Linked DNA regions of Mus musculus: region 2 is linked to region 1. Evidence: chromatin contacts called from public Hi-C data. All regions are on one chromosome and are shown on one strand. The core of a region is the stretch at or near the end of the contact, and the rest is flanking DNA. Distances in the headings are between cores, read along the strand shown.

Evidence for each region. Hi-C and Micro-C count contacts between places; a contact is called where the count stands out from the background.
Region 2: a contact with region 1 is called in a Hi-C map of the N1E-115 cell line, with 5 times the contacts expected there. The contact joins two enhancer-like sites. A contact is called at or near these places in 1 of 39 promoter capture datasets (hippocampal neurons), 2 of 484 Hi-C or Micro-C datasets (the N1E-115 cell line and cerebral cortex), 1 of 115 datasets of contacts at active chromatin or transcription factors (differentiating embryonic stem cells) and 2 of 9 other capture datasets (embryonic stem cells and embryonic tail).

The regions. Positions count from the first base shown.
Region 1 is chr8:108,245,309-108,247,889 of GRCm38.p6, reverse strand. No RefSeq gene overlaps it. Among named protein-coding and RNA genes, the nearest start is that of Gm34675, 63 kb to the left of the region's middle. RefSeq lists an enhancer at 1,059-2,581. Within about 2 kb of position 1,294, at least 22 of the 459 cell types and tissues checked have an H3K27ac peak or open chromatin away from gene starts, as enhancers often do. A contact at or near this core is called in the N1E-115 cell line, where this site is marked.
Region 2 is chr8:109,416,152-109,418,732 of GRCm38.p6, reverse strand. It overlaps a transcript of Pmfbp1 not described here. Among named protein-coding and RNA genes, the nearest start is that of Gm35145, 44 kb to the left of the region's middle. Within about 2 kb of position 1,307, at least 67 of the 459 cell types and tissues checked have an H3K27ac peak or open chromatin away from gene starts, as enhancers often do. A contact at or near this core is called in the N1E-115 cell line, where this site is marked.

The sequences.
Region 1 (2,581 bases), core at 45-2,544:
CGTGAATGACCCTGTCTCCATAGCCCCCACCTCCCCTTCTGCTGCCAAAGAAAACTGGGAGGGAAGGAAGAGAGAGAGAGAGAGAGAGAGAGAGAGAGAGAGAGAGAGAGAGAGAGAGAGAGAGAGAGAGATCCTGACTTCCTCACAGGTAATTAAAGGGACTATTTTCAAGGTTGCATGGGCAAAAGACAATTCAGTCCTAATGAAGCATCGATCGACTGGCACTAAGGTAGAAAGGGGCTGACATTCATTCAAAGGTACCTTTAACTGATGGAGCACACTGCACCAGGAATTGCTCCTTCTCTGCTGTCATTCCCTGGGACCTGAGTTGGGGGGGGGGGGGGATGGGGGGGAGGGGAAAGTTTGCTTTAAATTTGTTTTATTTCCATGTTGCTGCAAATGCATGTGTCAGACTGTTTTCTTTCCTTTAAAAAAAAAAATTGGAATGCACTAATGTCCAATCTGGGTGGTATTAAGGGACCGGGTTTCCTTTGCTTAGGGTCAATTTTCTTCATTAGTGAGCTTTAAAAGCTCACCCATTATGCCTGCTGGTCAGGAATGAATGAGACCAGTGATGGCCAAGCACGGGCTCCTCCGGCAGGTTGGGGCACTGTGGTCTGACTGGAAACTCAAACTGGTTTCATTCCACCCGTTTGGTGACTCACTTGGACTGGTGTGGGTCATACTGTGGAGAAACAGCAATCTTATGGAGGGAAAAGGAGTTGAGGACGGAAGACCAGTCTCTATCCAAGGGGTGGTGCCAGTGTGGCCAGGACCCAGAGTGCTTTTCAGAATCAGGTCTTTGAGAACAGAGCCAGCAAGGTGGGGTTTTAAAGTTAACAGATTGACACTAGGCAGAGGCCTGGAGTGACGGTGCCATAGAAGAGCCAGGCCAGTGCCATCTGCCAGCCCACCTGGGGGACACTTCCCCAAGCCCCCTTAGCTCTCTGGACACGGTTTCCGGTGTTTCTCATGATCGCTTAAACTGTTTGTATTCAGACCCCTTTTGAATGGTGATGAGAGTACACAAAAATGATAGTCATGCCGAGAAGTCGGGGTGGATGACAGGGGAGGAGAGACTACTGATCCCGGAACAAGTTGAAATTGGGGGGGGGAGGGCGGCGCTTGCCACGGCCCCACTCCCCCTCCTGCCTTTTCAAGAGTCTCTGCAAGCAACAATAGCAGGCCCCTTCAGAACCAGAAACACAAAGGGAATTTGCTGTGGTTCAGTCCCCACAGTGAGGCCCTTCGGAAGCTGAACACAGTCACTTTTTCTTCCCCTGATAAAAATAAGCGACGGGAGGGTGGGCAGACGGGAATTCTCCTGTACGCCCCCCTCACCGACATCCAGGGTACAATAAGCTGAAGAGAAGGGGGCCTCTCTGACAGAACGTTTCAAATCACAGGCCCTGGCTCACATGCTCTGTCTTTCTTCTCCCCTTTCTCAGAATTTATCATTGTTTCTTGATTTGGCTCTTAATTTTGGTTTGGTTTTGGAAGGAAAGGATGGCAGGGTCTATTATTTAACTCGATAAATAGCATTAGCGTACCGCCTGGCTGCCTCCCCGTCTCTCCCTCTCTCTCTCTCTCTCTCTCTCTCTCTCTCTCTCTCTCCTATTTATTCATTTGTGTTTACATTTCTAAGACATCCCTTTAGCTGAAGGAGGACACTTCCCACATATTGCAGGATTGGCCATTAATGCAAACGGGTAATTTATCGGCTCACACAGCCTCTGAAGTTGAATTTTGTAAAGAAAATCTGGGGCTTAGTATTCTAGGGTTTGTCGCCTCTGTATGCATTTACTTTGTAATTTTCTTCCCTTTATCTTTGAAACAGTTCCTAACATTTCTATTTATCAATTTGATGAGATTTCATTGTAGTTTTTATTTATTTACTTGCATAAACCAAAGCGCAGGTCACCACACAGAAGCAAAGAGCTGTGTACAGAGCACCTGGTGACATTTTTAAAAAGAAGAATCCCCCTTACCCCCCCCCCCCCCAAACCTGGCTAAACTGGAGCCCAGCCGATCCTATCTGCATTAATTTGGCTGAACAACAAGATACTGCCGAGGACAAGCGGAGTACAGCAGTTCGGAGTTCCCAGAATTGGCCCAGCTCAGCCGGAACAATGGCAGCTTCCTATTCACCTTAACCCGGCTTTTCAGAAGAGCATCCCCAGAAACACAAAAGCATCAGCGGGAAATGGCAATTTTTATGAATCCTAATCAATCAAAGGGCTTATTAACTCAATGTGAAGCCAGATTAAAATCTTTAATTATAAATCGTGCTAAAAGGAAAAACAAAATGTACTTATGCTACATTGAAAATTCCGGATATTAACATAGTTGCTATTATCTCGCAATATTACCCTCAACCCCCCCTCAATCTTGCCCCACCCCACAACAGCCTCATCTTTTTCTAGGACTAAAGAACAGGGCTCTACAACCCATTTCACAACCCCGTCGCCATCCTCGATTTATTAAAATATATTCTTTTCTCCCTCCTATGCGTCCAATAGGTTGCCGGGAAGCTGCTTTGGTGTTACAGGAATAGAAGACCCGTTAGGGAGCACCAGGCAGG
Region 2 (2,581 bases), core at 58-2,557, 1.2 Mb before region 1:
TACTCTCTGGCTTTTAAATCTTCTTTTATGTGCACTATAACAGCCATGCAGCAACGACAAATTTTCTTCATGTGCCTATTTTATAGCCATTTTATGGGATTATAGCATATGTGTGCTCATATGTGTGTGCGCTTATATGTGTGTCTCTCTGTTACCCCCCCAACACACACACACACACACACACACACACACACACACACACACACACACACAGAGGATTAGTGGTAACCACTGTAGATAATATAAGTGTAATAATCTGTAAATACAACTTGTACACAGAGGATGCCAGGGTATTTAGATGCCTCTGTTGGAGAACACATGTAAGCATCCATCACAGGTATAAAATAGCATCCTCTGAAATGCCATTTCTTCCTTCCCCCAGGACAGATAAAGCGCCTGCAGACTCTCCGACCAGCCACTGAAACAGCCATGAAAAACCTCACGCTTTTCTAAAGCAGGACAAAGCTTTGAAGCTTCAGCGTCTGCTCCCCAGCATCCCCTGGCTGTGAGGAGGACAGCATTTCCCTAGTCAAAACAGCCTGGCTCTATTTATAGTGCTCACGTCTCCAGATAATAAACGGAACTCGCGGGCTATGCTCAGATCGCCTTCCTTCAGCCACCCCACCACTTAGCACAACGCCCACAATGAAAAACAAGGTCTACAATTTGGAGCCGTGGCTCTAGTTAATTACCTCAGAGGAGACAATGACCACCCTATACTTGAAGAGCCAAAACCCGGAAAGAGTGTCTGATACCCTTTGTTTGCCTTGGGTTTTTAGCATCCCTCTGGCTAGTTCACTGGGCTTGGTGGGTTTTTTGTTTGTTTGTTTGTTTGTTGTTGTTGTTGTTGGGGAGTAGGGTGGGTATTTCTTTAAATGATTCTAGAAATATCTCATCTCCGTGGTTGGAGAGAGGCTGTGTTCATCAGCTAGGTAATGTTCTTAGCAGATAGCGCTTTAAGTAAGGACAGCAGACAATACAGCTTCCACGGAGACTACTACAATTCCCTTCTATTCTTTTTCAAATGTTAAGTTTGTATTAGGTTATTTAATAGACCACAATATATTCAGTAGGTACAGAATCCATGGCCCCAAATGGCTGCGTTTTAATTCTATCCTTCTAGTCTGTTTTAACTAAGACGTTTTCTCCTGTGCATATAATCTTCATTATCATAGAAGTTATTTTTAATTTATAATTAACATAGTCTCTGTCTCATCATGTATGCCTTGATCGACTTGGACCCTCCAGACACATCTTATCTGGTACCACGTTGGCTGGGTCCTGCAGTTCTCCAAACATACAGTAGGTGTCTATCTTAGCCTTCCTTATCCCTTCACTTTCTTTTCTAGTCCCTGACACTGGGATATAGTGCATAATTCCAAAATGGCAGCTTTTTGAAAATTCACCTTGATTATCAGACATTAAAAGTGACTCATCCCGCAGTGACTGTCTGGCAGAAGGGATAGGATCAGACAGCAAGACAATGAGGGGACTGGGAACATTAGCGCACTAGATTACAGAGCCATCAAAAATACCTTTGTTCTGTCAAAGATCCAATCATTTGCTAGTTGTGTTCTGTGGAGGAGAAAGAAGGGGGGAAAATCCACCAAACAAACAAACAAGAAAATTCATCTGAGAATTAAAAACCTCCTCAGATCTCTTTATCCTAAGTGGGGAAGGGACGTAGCTGATGATCCATTTCAAGAGCAGGCAAGGTGGAGCTGCGTCTGAGCGGGGAATCTGTATGTAGCAGCTTTTCCCCTCAGTAGCCATCACACTTTGCTTATGACCTTCTGCCCTTTGCGTCTCCGGAAGAGCGGAAACTGCCAAGTTCAACAGGGCTTGGTTTTGTCTGTGTGTCTGTACTGAGCCTGACTCACGGTGGAACAGTTAGAAGGAATGATCGCACAATTAGAGCGTTTTCATTCAAAGCGCAGCTTCTGATTTCCATCACGGTATATTAGAAAGCTAAGCAAGACATGTGTGATGGGCTAGAGGGGCAGATGCTGAGGGAAGCTGTTGGCAGCAGGCTTTCCACAAGCATCCAAACAGGCGTCTGTAAAATAGCAGAAGGAGCCTCGCAGAGACCGTGGATTCTGTATCAAGCATGTATGTGTGTCTCTGTGTTCAAGGGGGAGAAGGGACTGGGTGGGCAGTAGTGTCCTTTTCAGGGAGCCCTTCTTAGGGAGCTGCCCAGGCAGGTGAGAGGAGAGTGAGATGTCCTGAATCTCGGAGCTTCTCATCCCCCAAGAGACGGAGAGGCCAGATGGGACGTGGGTGTCTGGCTTCCTTCTCCCTTTCTTAAAAAAAAAAAAAAAAAAAACCAAAAAAAACCCACAATTTCCATCATTTGTCTATGAACTCAGAGGAGGAGTTTATCAGTCATGGAAAATGCCCCAAAGGGGCTCAGATCAAAGGCAGACTTTGAAATGTGTACTTAGGTGGATCTCCCTGCCAAATACATTAATGTGATTAAAACACAAATTCCATTGGCAGTTATTCCATCTGTTTAGGTGATGTTGGTTGGCAGTGCCATGTACCGGTCAATGGTGGCCTTTTACAGAGGAGTGCCGAGTGAATT